Regions from separate parts of the Mus musculus genome. Here region 2 is linked to region 1. Evidence: chromatin contacts called from public Hi-C data. All regions are on one chromosome and are shown on one strand. The core of a region is the stretch at or near the end of the contact, and the rest is flanking DNA. Distances in the headings are between cores, read along the strand shown. Region 1 has its middle 190 kb from the start of Gnat3. Region 2 holds the start of Gnai1 (guanine nucleotide binding protein (G protein), alpha inhibiting 1).

Region 1 (4,197 bases), core at 279-2,778:
ATACCTGACTTTGGACCCCTAGCACCCAGGTAACAAGCTAGGTGCAGTGGGACATGCCTTTCATGCCAGTGCTAGGGATACAGATATAGTGCTAGGGAGACAAACAGGTCATTGGAACTTTTTGGCTAGTCTAGTGGAATAAATGAGCTTCATGTTCATTGAGAGGCCCTGTTTCAAAAAAATAAGGTCAAGAACAGTAAAGATACCAGCTATAGATATACATATTTACATATGTGAACATGCAGATACTATATATGTGCCATAAATGTATATGTACACACACACACAAAGAATATTAAATTTAAAATATATTTTCTTTTGCATCTACCTTATTTCAATATTGTTTTCTTAATGTAAGTACTTTAAAATATATATATTGTGCCGAAATAAAGATAATTTATGCCAGAATATCTAACATAAAGATCTGGGCATTTATATTATTTTTGACAAGAATGACAAACTGTGGGGCCCCTGCCCCTGATTGTTGCTGTTGCACACTGGCGATCTCAGGGTGAGGAGACTCTGGGGATCAGGGTCTCAGGCAGTAGGCAGTATGTCCAGTACGAAGGTCAAGGGGGGCTGTGTCATGGAGATACTGCAGCTTTGGAACATTAGGACTGACCCTTCTGTACATCCTAACTGTTTGCAGATAATATAGATTTTGAAGGCTGGCCATGCTGCTTGGTGGGCCCCTGGATGACACCCTTCATCTATGCTGGGTGGTGTGGTGTCAAGAGGTAGCTATGACCTGCCTGTGCCATTCACTGGAGAGCAGGTCTGTGGGTGAGATGGTGATCCACAGGTCTGTGTCTGTCTTCCTCCTCCTTTGTTGTGCTGCTTGGATGTGATTTGAGTTGATTTAACTTTTATGAATGCTAGGCTTTGGCCACCAAGCCAGGCATCAATCTAGGATGAACAAAGGACTGCCATCTGCCCTGCCCCTGACTGGTATATAACACCACCACCAAGGTGTCTCTTTGTCCATTGCAGGGAGGGGATATAATTTTTAAATTGCACTAGGGAAGAAATCAAAAAGCAAACTATGACAGACAAACAAACAAATAAACGAACAAACAAAAACAGCACTAGACCTCAAATCTCAAATCAGATGCAGAGAGTCAGAATTTAGAGATGGTTCCTGATGCTGCCTACAGTAGGAAGGATTGCAGCTGTGGCTCTTCCCTAGAGCACAAGGTGTCTTTATTCGCTGTCCTCTTTCCCTTCTCTTTGTCAACAACAGCCCTGTGTGTCAGCTCAAACAATTCTGCCTCTCTGAGAAGATGAATGTAGTAAATGATATTGTGCAGTAGGTCTGGGGTTTGCCTTCTAGGGTTGCTCATAGCAGACAGATCACAAAACGCCCCCTCCTCCTGCTGCTGCTGTATAACACTGACAGCTGGGCTTTGGGATTGCCCCTAAGAGAGGGTAGTTTATACCATTTATGGCTTTGATAGTAAGACTAAGATATCAGCCATAGCACCATGTTTCAGATGTGTTCCATGCCCATATTTTGCTCACTCATGAGTAAAAGTGCAAACCCCATTAGGATATAAATGATTCTGTCTGCTCTTATCAACATTGTTTGTGTGCACACTGATGCTAGGAAGGCAGAGGAACAAACTCTCACGCAGAGATATGGATTGCTTTTGGATTTGCAGCTGCAGCTGTTGTTTGCCTTACTTGATGTCTTTCATGGGCCTTTTCCTCTCACCCATATCTACCCAGCATCTTTTCCTGGCAAGCTCATCCCAATTACTGACCTAGTTCATGTAGCTCTGAGACTTCCCAGAAATCTGTGGCAGGGTCAGTCTCCTACAAGACTTTAACAGAAAAGCAGTAACTTTGCTACAGCTAAGAGAGAAGGGGGGGGGGGAGAAAGAGAGAGAGAGAGAGAGAGAGAGAGAGAGAGAGAGAGAGATTCCTTTTACGTCTTTATAAAACTATTACTTTTTAAAAAGGAGTATTTCAGAAACTTAATCCAAGATGTAAGATGCAGTGTCCCGGTCAAAGGGAGGCTATGATTACAAGAGGTATTATTTAAGGAAGTACAATTTTTTTTTTTGGCTCAGGTTATGTGTTTTGTCAAACTAAGATGAACAATATCTTAGTAGGAGATGAGTTCAGAAACCACTTCACAATTTGTTCTTGGCTTGACGACCGGAGGTCCTCGGGCTCTGCAACACCCTGGGAAAGCTCTTCAGAGAAAGCATAGAGAATGCAGCATGAACACAGACCACAGCTCCCCTAAACAAGGAGAACGCTGCCATTTCTCCCACTGCCAGCATTTATGTTTGTGCCCATAGATCTTGGAGGGAACCGTTGAGGACTTCCAGCAGTTCTTTTGGAAATGTGCCAATGACTTTATTTCACCTGCAAGAAGATAACAAAAAACAGTAAAAATCTAATTTAGTCATAAAATCAAAGCACAGCAATGTAAGGAAGATGATCCGGGCCTGAAGCTCAATGGTTATCTACTTGCCTCATCTGTGTGAAGCCCCAGGTGTGATTCCCACTCTAACCCCAAATAGGAATGAAGCAGGGGAGAAAATGCCTGCATCTTTCACAAGAAATCTCCTCTTGATAGTGTATAAACACACTGTATGTATGGCCACCAGCCATAGCACACAATGTATAAAATCATAGGCAGGTAAAGTGTGATTATAAATTCAAACACAAACACCTAAGCTACCTACTAATGTTACAGAGATATTTAAATAGTGATAATTTTTAAAATGGCATACTGGAATGCTTAATTGTTTAAGTTCTTTTATAGAGAATGTAGTTTCATGAGTCCTGATTGATATAATTTTAAACTTAGCATTTTACTATTTTAAATTTAGCATTTAACATTTTTCTTCAGTCATGTACAATATACATGTGTGTGTATGTATGTATAAATATATACATATATATATACACATATACAAATATGCATACACACAGAGAACAATGGCAAACTCGGGATAAGGTTGCAATTGGATTCTACATTTTCTACATACCCCCAACTAGTTTCTGCTCTCTCAGTTAGCAAATTGGGTTTCACTGTTTTTCTTTAACTAGTTTGGTGACCCAAATGTACCCAAGTGTTGCCAAAGATGTCAGCAGCAACATGAAGAAGAGAAACAGTGCCTCATATTCCCCAGAGAATCTGGATTAATCATCATACAGACAGACATTTACTCCCTAGGGTCAGTGATCTGAGGAGCTCAAAGTACACTTGGGGAACTCTCCATCTCTAGAACAGAACCAGCACATGAATCCAGCAGAGTTCAACATTCTGGAACTGGGGAAGAAATTTTTCAGGGAGTACAAAACTGATATCCTTGGGAAGGGACTCCGCACTCCAGCCTCCAATGGTCAGATGCACACATCACATTTCAGATGCTAATGCTGCTTGTTGCTACCTGAGCAAGCACTATTCATTGTAAGGTAGTCCCTCACACTTCCAAGGTTTCATTTGTAAGCCTTGACTTTGATTGTCCTCACAACCAGCAATTCATTGTTGTTTCATAAGCTGTCCTCCATCTTTCTTCAGACAATGGCTTCTTCGTGATGTTGTCCATAGAAAGACTAATCAGTCTTGTGCATACGAGTCATTGGTTTTGCTGCAAAATAATCTTTTTTGGTCAGAAGCCACATAAATCGGGGTAGTAAGGTAGAAAATAAGGTATTCAGTAAATATGCAGGTGGCAAGGCTGGCAGAAGCGTTGTGGGGGAGGAAAACGAAATGATATCCCAAGTTCTCTTTCTGAGATGGCAGTACTCCAGTGTAACCATTCTGCTATGAAATGGCTCACTAATCCCCTACGAAATGTTTGCTTTGCTGTAGTCTCAGAGTTGGTCTATATTATTGGCTGAATAACCATTTCAATGTGGTGGTTGCCATATGAGAACTAGGAGGAAAACAAAAAACTTTAGTTGTTTGAAATACATCCTTTTCTGCCCATGTTATTCATAAGTCCCATACAGACTTTAAAATAACACTGAGATGACCTAGGAAGGAAGTGAATTCTGCACAAAGTAGAATGTCCCAATGACTTCCCAGAGTCTCCTCTAAAATGGTTTACTGAGCATTCACATATACTTTGCAAAGAAAGCTGGGTCACCAAGTAGTCTACTTACTCCATTCAAGACTCTTTGCTCATATTTTCCATACGTCTTTGCCCATTAACGAATACACATCTGTACAGTAAAGAT
Region 2 (4,139 bases), core at 1,025-3,524, 210 kb after region 1:
CAACACTTAAAGGAATTCCTTCACTGTTTCTTTGTTTGCTTGTTTATAACTTTAGAATCCTTCTCATGCACTGGTTTGGAGGAATAAGAACTGTATAATTTCTTCTGAAAATCAGGACTCTGGTACATCTCTCATTAACTCCCCACAGATGGTAAGAGAGATCAACTTCAGCTGCATGTTACACACTCAACTATATTTAATTATTAATCTAAAACAGTGGTTCTCCGCAGAGGTTACATTTCTGCCTCCAGGGGGCGTTTGGCAACATTTTAGGAGATTAGAAAGGGTGAGCAGCAATTAGCATCTAATGGGTGGAGGTCAACTTCATTGCTAAACATCCAACAGCACACAGGATACCTCCACACACACAGAGAACAACAAAGAATTATCAACTTCAAATCGTCAACAGTGATAAAAAGAGATACCTTGCATTCTGAAGCTTGCAAAAATTCCATTTTTCAAATCTTTCATAGGTGTCTAATTAAAAGATAAGCTGCCACTATCACTGGGAGGGCTCATTTTACAACTGCTTTAAATGTGGTGGATGGTAGCTCCAACTGAGAACAGTATTACAACCAAGGAGACCTTCCAAGCAGGTGCTCTGAAGCCACAGAGAAAGAACTGTCTAATCCCTTTATTTTATGTTTATTGTAAGTTACATGGTTCTGTGGCTAATATTCTAAAAACACGCCGATCTCATGGAAAGACAGTATCTTTTTAATATAAAAACTCAGTCAATCCTATTTACAGAGAAAGATTTATGGGGAGGCTGTGATGGGTGAAAAACACCACCCAGGTCTTTAAAATGCAAAGTTATTTCACAGTTTGCTTGCAAAATGACTCAGATCATTATTACTTTTAGTCATGCCAAGTTTGCTTCTTCTAAGCCTACTAGTAATGGAGAAAGAAGGAAATAACCACCATCTTTCTGCAGTCGTTAAACCAATGAAACGGGAGCTTACTAAAAAGCAGATCTGTGCAGCGATGTTTCTCTTTTATCACAACTGTGAGAAGAACACAAGCAAATCGCTGGAAGTGCAAACGAAGATTCTAAGAAATCTATCATCTGCCTAAATACCTACAGTGTGGGAGAAAAACAAACAAAAGGAAAAACCCTGACTCACAGATCTAAAAAAACCATAACCTGTGAATATTTTCCTTATATCGCTCAATCAAAATCCGGATCTACTCTTTTTTTTTTTTCCTCCGTTCAAAAAAACTGGAAGAAAGACCTTCACGTCGCCTATTAGCAAAACAGTGTTAAGAATGAAGAAAGAAAGCATGGTGTGCAGCTGTCAAACCTCACTGGAGCGAACACCGCAGTGGAGGAACGACCCTGTGGTCGAGGAGCCTTTCGCACCTGTCAGGGCTGTTTTCACCCGCGAAGCCTCTTTCCCTTCCTACTATGAGAGCAAACGTAAGCCAACTTTGGTGGTTTCCATCCCCCACCCAGGCAAAATCCAGCTTCCAGAGCAGCTCAAGTCCTTACGCAGGGAAAATCTCAGCGCTCTTTTCCACTCACTGAGTCGCCATATGAAGTTGACAGGAAGATCACTGAGACCCCGCAGAGGAAGAGGACCCACAAAGAGAGCCCCGAGGCCACCCAACGTGGCACTTTCCAGGCGTGGGCAAAGCGCAACGCGGCACGACACCTCTCACCACCGGGTTTCCGTGGAGAGGGGGTGCTTGGCTTTGTGGTCCCGAATTGTCCCTCATCTAGGGAGGGCAAAGCTCAACTTCAAAGATCGGATTCCCACGCGTCCCGCCGCCCCGCCACACTCTGGGCTGCCAGTGAGGTCGCGCGACAGTCACCGCCGCGGCCAAGAAGCCGCCTGCGCTGTTGAGGGACTGGGATGCCGCGCTCGCTCACCGCTGTCCCCCGGCCCGGGCCCCGTCCCCACGGCCGCGCTCACCCAGCAGCAGCAGCTTGACCTCCCGCGCCGCCTTCTCGCCGTCCTCCCGGAGGTTGCGGTCGATCATCTTGCTGCGCTCCACGGCCGCCTTGTCCTCAGCGCTCAATGTGCAGCCCATGGTGGCCGAGCGTCGCCGCGCCCTCGGCGCCGGGGCCGGCTGGCAGAGCGAGGAGAGGCTGGCCCGGAGGCGGCCCCGCTACGTCCTCAGCTCCCGCAAGCTGGAGGCGAGGTCTGCTAGTCCGCACGCTGCCGCCTCGGGCGGCCGTCCCTGCCGGCGACACTCCGCGATCCGCGCCCGCGAATCCCTGCGACCGCTAGGCTCTGCCGCCGCCGCCGCCGCCGCCGCCACCGCAGCTGCCCGTGGCCGAGCCGCAGCCGCGCACAGCCCGAGCGAGCTCGGCGTCCGCGCGCCGCCGCGGCCCCGCCCCTGCCCGCCCCGCGACCACTCCCAGCGCGCGCTCACGCCCGCCCGCGCACGTGCCGTCGGACAGCGCCCCCTCCGACCGCCGCGCGCCCGCGTGATCGCCGAGCCCAGCTTTTCCTGCAGGTCCCCCCACGAGGTGCCCCGTGCGGCCGCTGACTTCTCCAGCTCCGCCTGGGAGCTCACTAACCCCCTCCCACGCTTTGGAGACCACTGCGGGGGATCCGTGGGTACCTGCCCCTTAAGAGCGCGAGTGGGACGCTTGCCAAAGTTGCGAGCAAGGGGTGAGGAAAGGCAGTCCAGGGCATTTGAGCATGCCCGGAGCCTGCAGCCACCCAAGGGTTTACAAAATGTGTAGGCTTAGGTAAAGAACCGTGGGAAATAGAGCGAAATGAGCGAGAAATGGAGCCCTGCGAAACCCGAAGTGGGGAGCAACCAAGCGGGAATTGGGGTCTTGGGGTTGCCAATGCTCACTTCCTCCCTTGCCTTTTCTCTTTTCCTCTGGCTCTCCCTTTGATCTATGCTCACCTCCCTTTTCATAAGGGAACACATTTCTAAGGAATTTCTTCCTAATCCGACAGAAACGTTTGACAAAGAATCAAAGAATTGTTTTAAAATGGCGTGAGCAGTAAAACACACAAACAAGTCTGCGGCCTCTGTGGTAATGGATCGCCTTTAGGGCACTTGTAAGTGTCTTGCCAAGCTGCCTACCCATGGTTTATGGCTCTGTTGTAACTCCTGTGCCAGTAGGCATGGCATTTCTTTTTGTAGGCCTTAGCTTCCTTGCTTTTAAATGAGCTGTTGATCTACACTACAGTCCATCTTTCCAGGGGCAGGCCAAGGACTAGATGGCTTTTCATCCAGCGTGAGGGGAGGAGCATAGGTGGAAGGTTGGACTCTCCTGTCAGTTGCACTGCTGATTATAGGAGAAATGTTGATGAATTAGATGATGAAGCCACTAGCAAAGAAAATACATTCCTCGACGAGATAAAAATTAGGCAATTAGTCTCTGGCTCCCATTTGAATATTTAGCTTCAGGTTGGGTCCCTCAGAGCAAGCAGAGCTTATAGGTTTCCGTTTTGTTAGAGTCACACCTGCGGGGCACAAGATAAGCAATCTTAAGAACTCCCTCCGCTTTTTGTTGGATTCTTTCAAAATAGAACAAAACCCGCACACTTTTAGGGTACTCGGTCACCTTCTACCTCCTTTGTGTTTCCTGACACTCCAAAAGTTCATCAAGAATTCCAGAATTAATGAAATCTAATGTGACTGGGCCATTTGCAGCCATCAGTTGACTGTCCTTCCTCCACGGTTCAGGCCAGATAAGTGTGGGGCCAGCCAAAAGGGAAACAGGACTGAGGCATGGTGAAGCTGCACACCTTGTATAGGAATTGTCAAAGACTTATATGAATTGCCCCTTCCCTTTGAAAAGCTCGTCAAGGACATGAGGAAATAATCCTCACTTCTGAGAGGATGTTGGAAGAACTCTCCAGGGAAGCTGGTGGGCAGGGAACTGAGCACTGGAGCCCTGAACTGGTTGCCATAGCAAAGTATGGTGATCACATGACTTCAACAGCAGGCATTTATTTCTCAAGTCTGGAAATCTAAGATTAAAGGGCCAATGGATCCAGCTCTCTCTCCAGTGAGGGTTTTCTTGAGGAAAGAGGACCAGGGATGAGAGAAGAGAATTCTTTCTTCTCATACTGATATTGGCCCGCCACGTTCAGGATTCCATCTCTATGTACTTCCCAAGGGCTCTGCCTTCCAGACCAGGGTGTTAGGGCTTCAGCCGAAGGGTACTGAGG

The links. A called contact is a pair of places that touch in the nucleus more often than the background predicts.
Region 2: a contact with region 1 is called in a Hi-C map of uterus, with 3 times the contacts expected there. The contact joins the promoter of Gnai1 here to the enhancer-like site in region 1. A contact is called at or near these places in 1 of 39 promoter capture datasets (liver), 2 of 484 Hi-C or Micro-C datasets (forebrain and uterus) and 3 of 115 datasets of contacts at active chromatin or transcription factors (embryonic stem cells, kidney and stem cell-derived neural progenitor cells).

Annotation. Positions count from the first base shown.
Region 1 is chr5:18,150,718-18,154,914 of GRCm38.p6, forward strand. No RefSeq gene overlaps it. Among named protein-coding and RNA genes, the nearest start is that of Gnat3, 190 kb to the left of the region's middle. Within about 2 kb of position 1,529, at least 13 of the 459 cell types and tissues checked have an H3K27ac peak or open chromatin away from gene starts, as enhancers often do. A contact at or near this core is called in kidney and uterus, where this site is marked.
Region 2 is chr5:18,358,139-18,362,277 of GRCm38.p6, forward strand. Gnai1 (guanine nucleotide binding protein (G protein), alpha inhibiting 1) reads right to left here and starts at 2,275. Exons shown (of 8, transcript NM_010305.1): 1 at 1,914-2,275. The coding sequence starts at 2,031.